2 separate regions of the Bombyx mori genome follow, and region 1 is linked to region 2. The links are chromatin contacts, called in public Hi-C maps. All regions are on one chromosome and are shown on one strand. The core of a region is the stretch at or near the end of the contact, and the rest is flanking DNA. Distances in the headings are between cores, read along the strand shown. Region 1 has its middle 10 kb from the start of LOC101740175. Region 2 holds the start of LOC101739009.

Evidence for each region. Hi-C and Micro-C count contacts between places; a contact is called where the count stands out from the background.
Region 1: a contact with region 2 is called in a Hi-C map of middle silk gland, with 2.2 times the contacts expected there. The contact joins the enhancer-like site here to the promoter of LOC101739009 in region 2. A contact is called at or near these places in 3 of 7 Hi-C or Micro-C datasets (middle silk gland, midgut and whole pupa).

The regions. Positions count from the first base shown.
Region 1 is chr24:6,754,114-6,760,102 of ASM3026992v2, forward strand. No RefSeq gene overlaps it. Among protein-coding and RNA genes, the nearest start is that of LOC101740175, 10 kb to the right of the region's middle. Within about 2 kb of position 2,543, at least 1 of the 8 cell types and tissues checked has open chromatin away from gene starts, as enhancers often do.
Region 2 is chr24:6,693,843-6,699,292 of ASM3026992v2, forward strand. It overlaps LOC101739009, which reads left to right and starts at 2,448. Exons shown (of 11, transcript XM_038019891.2): 1 at 2,448-2,595; 2 at 3,628-3,863; 3 at 4,612-5,450. The coding sequence starts at 2,574.

The sequences.
Region 1 (5,989 bases), core at 1,293-3,792, 60 kb after region 2:
TGCATACAAGTGAAGCTAATAATAGAAAGCGTGTAAAAACGATTGGGTTTGGCTAAAATGATGCTCATCCTAGTATCTAGGTTATTATTGGATTGATATATATTATCAGTGTATCGTTGTTTTTATCGTCCTTGTATACAAACGAGCATACGGCCCACCTGACGGAGAGTGGTTACCGTCGCCCATGGACCCCTGCAATGCCGCGGACAGCCTGGCCGCTGCCTACAACATAGTAGGTATTCTCCGTAAGCTTCGTTAGAACAACATAAAAATAAAGTTCATGAATTAATAGCATTGGTTATTTTGGTTAATCTTGCCTGCCCTAATGGACTCTAACAGTGTAGGTAATGACATAAATAAAACTGAAGTTTTCAAAACGTTTATTAAAATTCGCAGCAATAGTTTTGCTAAAATTCTTAATAATCACATAGAATGTTGCTTTGTTAGTAGGTATTATGTAAAACGCAAGTTTCGTTTGATTAAAAACTAATTTTTGTTTGTACTTACAATAATAACCTAAAAAACATTAGTTATTATAATACCACATTTTTGAGATCACACAAGTAGGTAACAAAAATACAAAAAGAATCTTTAAATGTTAAATAAAACTAAACTATCATCTTAATTGCTCGTAAACTGGAACAAAATGATTATAGATAAAAACTACTTCAATAGTAAATACATATAAATGATTTGTAATTTCACTTCCACAATATACTTTACATGGGATACCCACAAGTGACGGAAAAATCGGTGAATAAATGTAAAAAAACATACAACTGATATAATAACCGGCAAACTTCTTGAGCATTTGTTGACGTAGTGGGGGTAAGTTTGCGCATGGTACACTCACGTGCAAAAACATTACTTACTCTGCGTCATAATGCTATTAAATTATTAAAATCAACATATGTATTTATTTATATATTTATTAGAACATCAACAAAACATATAGGTTAATAATTGTAATAATTTAATCTTGGGGTAAAATAGATATTCCTTCTATTAAATCAAAACTAGAGCTGTTGCCAGGTCTTGGTTCAGTTAAAGCGAAGCTGGTATTTGTAATTTTTTTTTCGTTATCATAATCTTGACCATCATCATCATCACTGTTTTCATCACCCGAGTCGCTATCATCGTGATGAGTCGACATAGGGCTCATCGGCGTAGTTTACAACTCTGTCGATTCGGTCTTCTTTTTTGTCTATAATTAATTATTTTTTGAAGATATTCAATTCGTAGTAATCGAATGTGTACTTTTTTCATTTACCAGCTTCCGATTATTTTCTGTTCTTTTTTTCCATCTGAAGCCTAGCTCTTTCATAATTCGTCGTAAGCTTCATTCCGAGCCATTAAAATTTATATCTTCTTTAAATTCTTCGAAGCCTTTCTACGGTACGGAGTTTCGCTGCTTGTTATGTAGTTATTATGATTACATCTTTTTATTACAGATTGAACGAAACTATCCATTCCGGTAACTTTCTTCTTCCCTGATCTTTTCTTACCCGGAGTCCGAAACACTGCGAGCAAGCCAGAGCCTTTAGCTTCGTTAATAATGCACCTAACAGTACTCACTGATGTTTTTGTTGCTTCCGAAGTCTGTTTTAATTTTTCCATATCATTCTTCCCCTGTTTTATAATGAAGCAATATACGTCGTACACAAATTTTCTACCCTTTCTTTTAAGTACTACACCAGTTTGTCACGGCATAGTGTATGTTTTATAAAAAATCAACAAACACTCAACAAATAGCAATGGCAACAAAGTCCACAAGCAATTATAACAAATAACTTAACGATTAATAACGATAGACTTTCCACTGTACGCAAGCGTACTTTTGGGAGCAAGCGGAATGAGGGCGCGGTGCGGGACGCAAGGTTCGACTGATCTACCAATAACGCGCTCGATACGATTTCCCCTGCCGTCGCGCCTCACCCTCACCACCAAAGTGACCTAAAATTCGGTTCTGCGCAGTCAAGGTCATTTGCTCAAGAAGTTTGCCGATTACTATAACAAACGCACATGTTTTAAAAGATATTAAAAAACAAAAAAATAACCTACTGGATTTCATATCAAGCACAGAATAAAAAAGATTCGAAAAGTTTTCGTTTCAGTACACAAACTTTAGTAGACATAGTTTAGTTGCCAAAAGACACATTTCACTTAGATAGCTAATGTCTAAACAGAGCGTGGAGCTTGTATTATTTATCTTGAGACGAGAATTCACGATATCGGCTACATTTAGTTTCGGTAGGTATTCAAGGTTTAGTTTTAATAGTAATACTTTTAAACTGTATAACCTCTTCAGAGCCAAACACTACTACTACTTTTTAAAGTAAAAAAAACATTAATTTTAAACTATATTTGTAATTATTGCGATTTGTTAATTCTATTATATATCGAAAGGAATTCATTTTGTAAAAAAAATATTAACAACGATGATAAATAAGTATTAAAAAAACCGTTGACATAGATGTGCATATTATGTCCTTGAAGAGGTTATGCCGTAGTATATCGGCTCGATTTTATACCTTCTGTATTATTTTGTGTTCATTGCCATATTTATGACAGCCATATTACGAGGCTACGCTGATTTTTTTTTTAAAATCCTATAATGTAACCGAAGATCTACGAGGGAGCATCACTCCCTCGATAAATGATCCTTTCTTACTCTTTTTTTCCCCCAAACCTTCCAAACTAAAATTTCTGTTGAATTGCATAAGTATTTTTTTTATGTTCACAAAATTTTCGCACGTCCCTACCTACGCAGTTTTGTATCACCAGTTCTAGCGCTTGGACTATATTCTATCTGAATTTCCACTCATCCACAATTCATTTCCAGAGAGAGAAAAAGCAATAAAGATACATTCCATTCATTATATTTGTCTTTGTTTACAATATCCAAAGCTAAAATGTTTCTTCTAATCAATCTAATAGGTCATTGAATTTGATGCTTTTATAGTCACGAATACTGTATACATAATTCAAGGAAAAACTTTTGTCATTTCTTTAAAGCTTAGTTGGTATCAGAAATGATTATTTATATTTTTTTACACTTCGCCACATTCCAATTCGTTCCAATTAACGGAAATAAATTATTCTCTACTATTATCCCGAAATAGAACTCACTTTTATACGATATAAATAGAATTGTCTCTGTAATTCACATAGATATTTTATAATGAAGATTTATTGTCAACAACTTCGGAACTATTGAGTAAAACTGATTTAAAATATTCAAAATTTCAAACAGCACTAAAGAGTAGAATTTAGAACAAAGTCGACAAGGCGCCATAATTATCAATTATGATAATTTCCAAGTAACTACTACTACCTAAACACGAATTAGAAACATTATTTCAAAAATTCAAACAGTGATATCGAACATCTATACGTAGATAAATCAATAGTTATGTAGGCATTTTAGGCGACCTATCCGCCTGCTCTTTCCAATTTATTATAAAATTTAAAAATCAACCTCCCAGTTGATCATATTTTGAAACTTTTTTTGTATTGCTTAGATTGGTAGATGAACTCACAGCCCACCTGGTCTCAAGTGGTTACTGGAGCCCATAGACATCTACAACGTAAATGCGCCACCCGCCTTGAGATATAAGTTCTAAGGTCTCAGTATAGTTACAACGGCTGCCCCGCCCTTCAAACCGAAACGCATTACTGCTTCACTGCAGAAATAGGCAGGGTGGTGGTACCTACCCGCGCGAACTCACAAGAGGTCCGCCAGTAATTACGCAAATTATAATTTTGCGGGTATGATTTTTACACGATGTTATTCCTTCACCGTTGAAGTCAATCGTAAACATTTGTCAACTCGAATCAAATATATAGATTACTTATTATATTTGCATTTAGCTTTTTTGAATTAGGTACATTTCATTCGCTTTTACAGGAGGTTGACCTATTCCGAGAAATTACAGGAAGTTATTTACTAAATACCACGAACGATTAAAATATATCGTAAAATCCCCAATAATCACATAAATCTTATTTTTAATTTTAATCATTCTTATATAGACTAGAATAATGAACATAGTTTTTTTTTTCGCTGAGCGTTGAAAGTCTAAATACGACATATCGACAATGCTCTTAATACATAATATATCGTTTCAATTCATATCGTCACAGGAACTGTTAGTTGGCAACACCAGTACTTGTGTTTTGGGTAGATCAACATTTTTCACCGAAACACTGTTTCGCGACAGTATTAGTACCAATTTTATATTGTTTTTTTTCTAAATACTAATTGTGCTAATAGTGTCCGCAGGTGCTGGAGTTACGTTTGGCTGCTGTACAGTCGGGTCCAAAAGTGGAATGCTGTCAGTTGTCCTGAAATAAACGAAATAGAAATAGAATAGAAACAAATCAAACAATCCAAAAGACAGATGACGAAACTTAACTAACTATAATTAAATTATCAAAACAATGTGTGTTGCATTACTCATTACTGTGATGCAATTAAAAATAAATGGAATTAAAACCAAAAGGAGAATCCTTTTATGAGCAAACCGAACACTACAAATTTTATTTCAGTTATTTTGGTTAGATAAAAGTAAATAATATTATTGTAATGATCCTTGATACGTGTACAAATTTTATAGTAAATGAGACGTTGGACGTGATATTAAAGGAAATACAAAGAATCGAGGTTAAACCATTAAAATTGTTTTAAAAACAAGGTGAAATTATTACTAATGACAGATTATTTAAAATAGGTGTAAGGTCACACACATATATTTAGCTATAGTTTAAATATCGAGATAACCACCGTCAGATGTCATTGTCTTCTGTTTATTAATTGGCAACACCGAAGGAATACTAAGAACTATGGAGGATAGAAGTAAGGAGGGCCAGCTCAGTGTATTAAAAAGGGTCCGATGAAAGGGAGCTAATGGCGTCATATTAGTAAGTGGAAAGATTAAAAAAAATAGCGCTATAAAGTACCACACTTTAACCCAGCACACTTCGCTTTGTTTAAAACTGCTACATTCATATCATTTCCACTAGCGCTATTTCGGTGAGTCTTCCAACTATAATTCGCTGTTTTCAGATCGACACTTTTTCAAATTGTTCCTTATATAGGGTTAGTGTTCCTTACTTATATCCTCCATACATAGAACCAAAAAAAAACATTACTAATCTGTGGTAAACGCGCAATTCTTCTAAAAGTTCTTTCAAATACATGCCGGTATGTATGGGAGTATGGGAGTCTAGCTTGCAGATAATCATTTATGATGACACATCAGAGCCACGCGCGTGACCATTCCCGGTTAAGGCATTATGTGCCGACATCAACTAGGAGTTTATTTAGAAAAATAAATATAAAATACCTTGTTCTTGTTAGGAAAGGTTCAATCACAACGTCTTCACAGCACGGCGGCACGGGAGTCTTCTGTTGTACTATAGGCAAGGTGGTACATATAGTACCAGTCAAGTACATGTACTGAAATTGAAAGGAATAAACCAAAAAATTGTAGTAAAATTTTTTGTCTTGTGTTTAGAGAGGCAAGCGATATCACTGCCAATCTGAGGACCTGTGTGCTTAGTGCGAGTTTTTTAACGTTCTCGATAGCGTAAAAGTTAGCTCATATTTGTATGGAATGGTATCGTTTGCCTACATTTGCCGTTAGGGCTGCTGTTCCAACTGCATACAAAATTGGATTAACTTTTACGTTATCGAGAAGAGAAACTTTTTTACTCAGCGACGGGCCCTAACGTTCGAAATGACTTTGCATACATTCTATGCAAAATGTTTAACAGCCGAAGTGTACATAAATAAAACGAGTTTTAAGGCTTAAAATCGTGTATTTTCCGAGGTGATTACTTTATGACTTTACGAACACTTAACGGTTTTCGTTGAAACGTACGAGATTAAACCATAAAAAGTAATAATATTTATATCTACGACATGTAAACACCGAAAAACATTACTGTGGCAATTTTATGTTTGTTGAGATTACAATGTGTATTTATG
Region 2 (5,450 bases), core at 1,198-3,697:
AACATACATACTTCCTTTCATCCATCATTCCTTTTATATTTATATTGTATATAGATTTCATATCAATTCGATCTATGATCACCGTGGTACTTGAGGAATGCAGATCTGCACGACGACGTAAACCTAGAACCGATACTTATGTATCTTAGGGAAGCATCAGAAAAATACTTTAAAAATGCAAAGCTTTGATAGCGCTCTTATCGTGGCCACCGCTAACAGCGCTAACTACATATAACCCTGGCGAAGAGGCTTAGCAAAGCCATCGTCGCCCAAAACATTTCTTGTCGGACTCCCTGGACCCACTTTCAGTGCTTTTAAGCTCTTCAAGCACCAGTCACCGTCCTCGTCGAACTCGTCGACTCCGATGTGCGAACTAGCCCATAAAAACAACTCACTGAGTTTCTCGCCGGATCTTCTCAGTGGGCCGCGTTTCGGATCCGGCGGTAGATTCTGCGAAGCACTGCTCTTGCTAGGGCCAGTGTTAGCAACAGTTCCGGTTTGAGCCCCGTGAGCTCACCTACATGTTAGGGTGAAGCTGAAATAGCCTCTCAAGGCTATCAGAATAGGTAAGATAAAAAAAAATGTGTAAAATTTCATATTATATTTTCCTACCTATTCACTGATTCAGGACGCATTTCGAGAAAGAAAGGTGACAATTTAGAAAAATTGCTGATAACAGGCAAGGTAGAAGAATACCCAGAGGTAGAGTCCAAAGCACTGGTCGAACTAGATACGCTCTACTCAACATCTAAGTCCACGATGTCATCCGCGCAAGGCAGGACTGGCGCAGAATTATCGTAAAGAAATTTATTAAGGAAGGCCACGAACTCCAGCATTGAGGATTATCGAGGCAAGGAGGAGTGATTCACTGTTAGCCTAAGGCGCTAAGAAATCACGCTATATACTTATTTCAATAGACACATTTTTTACTTGTCTGCGGGACTTCAGCGTGGGCGTAGTCACATCTCTTGACACGAGTATACCAGGCGTCTTATCTTTCAAGCCACGACGACTTCAAACGAGGCTTGTGGATACGTGACGGTAGGCAGCGGCTTGGCTCTGCGCCTGGTATTGCTGAAGTCTATGGGCGACGGTAACCACTTACCATCAGGGGGCCGTATGCTCGTTAGCCTACAAAGGCAATAAAAAAAATCTTTAATATTGTTACGCGCTAGGGCTTGGGATAAATAAAACTTTCAACGAAGTACAAATTAAAACTCTATTTAACACTTAAGTAAGGAACAGTTTACAATTCGTAATTCACTTCTTTCGCTTCGCTTCAGGTGATCCGAATACTCACTGCCACTGGCACTTTTATAGTCGACACGACAAGTCTACAACTATCGAGAATATTCCCGGTAGGACTAGTCGTTTCAATATGTGTTTCCGTTATTGAACAATAGATGGCGTTACACTTCTCGAGCGTTCTCGATATCACTAGGTCTTTTGATATTCGTTTCTGCTGTTTGGCGTGTTATGTGGTATGTGTGATTATGAGTTATGTGGTAGGAGCTCTTGTGAGTCCGCACGAATAGGTACCACAACCCTACCTATTTCTGCCGTGAAGCAGTAATGCGTTTCGGTTTGAAGGGTGGGGCAGCCGTTTTAACTATACTGAGACCTTAGAACTCATATCTCAAGGTGGCGGTATTTACGTTGTAGCGGTAATCACTTAACCGTGTGATTAGCCACTAACAGGCTATGTACTCGTCCACCCATCAATGCCATAAAAAAAGGCACATCGTCCTACACCTACGATAAGGGGAGGAGGGCTACCGTGTTAAGTACAGAAATGACTAAAGACGCAAGTACCTTTAGGAGCTGTTTTGGTAGTGGTCAATAATGGTTCAGAGCGCTATCGGAGGTGAGATAATTATAATCATTAAATAACACAACTGGTTAGTCCGAGCGTTTATTCGCGACTGCTTTAAAAAGTAAAAAGCAACGGATCTTGCGGGCGCAGCCACATGTTATGACTACGCACAATTTTGTTTACATAATAGCCTGTGTCCCTACATACCCAAAAGGAAAATCCGCTTTGCCACCACGAATTTTGTTCTACGCAAATAAATTTATAGGTAAAAAGTTAAAATATCTTTAATGCCTAAATATAGCATAAATGTTAAACTACGTACACTTAGAAAACTGTATTAAAAAAAGCTATTCATCTAAGCTAATCCATTTTAGCCCTTAAAAGGTTAGAAATTTTGCTACAGAATATTTAAATTGCGGTTCTCTTGTTTACTGATTAATAAACCACCGATGTTACACTTTTAAACCTACAGAAACATTACATTAACAAAATAAAATTCTACCCTCATATTTCCACCAAATCTCAATAGATAGCCACCACTTTACTGAGAATTTGTTACAACCCATCTCATTTCATTCCAATTGCTTTCATATTATTTTCATATAACAGATTAGGCTGTATGGTATGTGATACCTTCATCACACCGTTGTAAAAATGTTATTAAGATTGAAAACATCCACATGTGTCACAGAACTTTATTTTTATAAATAATTTGTGCTTTTTTTCGTGCAAATAAATTAAACAAAGCACAACCAACAACATGTCATTAAATCCATTAAACGGTATGTTATATTAAAAGATATATTATCGAAAAACAAACATAACCTAAACTGTATATAAACTTGATAATAATATCCGAAAACAAAATTATTTGATGAGATAAATAACATGTGTTCGTTGCTGTAAATAAAATGAATTTCGTATAGTAAATCCTATATCCAATCCAAACTAAAAACCAAGACAAAATCATGGAAATCATTCAACCTAATGTATAACTATGTGTAATGGATGTAATTTATTAATTCCGCCGGAGAACCGTTCATTGCGGCGAGCTATGGGAGAAGTGTACATCCACCAGTAGAGAGATACAGGCTGATGAGGATATCCATTAAAAAAAAATCTGCCTACAGTAAATAAATAGTCCATACCGATTTAGGCTTTTTTACAATGAGGAGATCTATGATCACAATACGTACATAAATTGATTTCACACTGATTCAGATCACACAAATACTCAAAACATTACTAAAAAGTTTAACTATTGAGAGAGATAGTATTTTTTATAGTACACAAAATGAATAAACAATGCGAAACATTAAATACAAAAGAAGGATTATTGGCGGTCTTATCGCTAAAAGCGATATCTTCCAAACATCTATCAGGTGGACAAGAATCATTTGGAAATGAATTTCACATGCTGTACCTATCGATTTAATATATACTTAATTAATATTATTTAATTTAGAGATATATACACACACATATAGTACTAGCCGTACTCGCCCGCTTCGCTGGGCATTTAAAATTAACATTATTATTTATTGTCATTATTATTAGGGAGTCCAACACTCATATAAATATTAGCCTATCCATTAAGTAATGTATTTTCTACATGAATACCAAGATTCAAGTCAATCAAATGCATGGCTCAGTAGTTATAACCGAACATCCGTAAAAATCACTGTAGATTTATATATTATAGATACATGTACATACATAAATATACAAACATGAACAATGTATTAATAATTATAGTTTTGCTTGTCTACACATAAATAAATATTAATAATTAACATTATCGTTAAAACTTCCAGAATTAAAACGTCACCTGGACAACAGTGCAACCCCATTACCCAAACGAATTTGCTTAGCCAAAAATCTGATTCAATCCCATCACTTCCCGTCAGCGCCGAAAGAAAGAGTTGTAGGAACTTGGCTACATACCTTAACAGTTAAAAATGAACTACCGAGAGATGAGCTACGTAACGTTTTAGAATGGGTCAATGTTTCTGATCATTTGACAAGTGAAATGAAGAGTATTTTAATACAGGTATGATGGAATATTAAAAGATTTAAGAGTAGCTATTTTAAGAGGCTAATTGTCATAGTAATTATTTTTATATCGAGGGGTAAAACGCTGTTTGGTTTATCCGACGTTTGTGTAACATTACAGGAGAGACACTTAAAATTTAAAATTTCGAAAAAAAATAACAACACAAAAAAACTTCTTTAGTTGTTTGAATTGAGTAAACTTAACTGAAGTTCAATTAAAAATATCTAACTGTTGATAATAATATAAAATAAAATTCATGTTTCATTACTAAGGTGAATGTTGCGTATTAAGCAAAGTGTCGCTTAAACTAAATAGCCTTTCAAACTCAATACCAATGAAATAACGCATTAATTTACTACCAGTCACTGGTTTTATGTGACACCAATCGAAAAGGGCACATGTCGCATATTTTGTCAAATACGTTTATTCATATACATGTAGTTTTCAGACTTACCTACACCCATTTTATAATAATTCCAATAATTTTCAATTGCTAATTAACACTAAAATATATCTAAAAGTTAATATTTTAAATTTGACACTGCTTTAGAAAATAATCAGTTTTTTTTCATTTCCTGAACATTACTTTTTCAGACATGTGCCCTTTTCGAAATTGCATATTCAGTTAAATTCCACCTTTTGATACCTTGTCATTAAGGAATAAATACAACCGCTTCTAACATAGACTAAAGTTAATCTAACAAATTATTCATGTAAATAAATCAATTTTGTATGTAATTTTCAGATTCTCTCACAATACATACAAAGTAATCCGATTGGAAACAATGACATACCCTTCATCCTGCAATTCTTAGGGAACACAAGAATTACTCCACAGTTAAATCAACACATTGATGAATATTTAAAAATATCAATTACCGTGCTGCTATGTTTGAAACATGAGGAACAATTAAATGTTACATTCGTAAAACAATTAATAAGTAATATAATAAAATATTACAAGGAATGCAAAAAAAAATTAGAATTTATCATAAAATTTATATCGGAAGATCATTTGGAGACCCTCTTCAGTTTCCTAGGTACGGAATGCTCTAGCGACATTATTGAACTGTGCCAGAACGTAATGTTTCCAATTACTAGAAAATCATGCTACATCAGCTACTTACAAACTTTGATCAGAAAGGACAACATCAATGAATTAATGCTGGAAAAAGGTGATAATATTCAATCTGTATTGAAAATTATGAGTGCTTTATTTGATGTTACTAAAGGTGAGAAAGATCATAAGTTCATAAGGGACTTTATTGAAATTTTCATCAGCTGCTTTCATAGTGAGAGCCAAGTTGTGTTTGCTTTTTGCATTATGATAGTAAATTTCTTGGGTATGCCTCAAGATTTCATAAAACCAGCTATGAGTTTGGAAATAGTAAAATTTGAAGGGAACGCTGAAAAGATCAGAAGAAACCTCTTCTTGAACATCTTGGAGATATTACTACTAAACGAAGTAGACATAAGTATTCGTTTGACTGACACATTCGGTGAAAAAATTAGCAAAGTTGAAATTAAGAAGAACTTCATGTCTTTCCTTCAAGCGGTTATGATGGGGCAGTTGAAATTAGATGG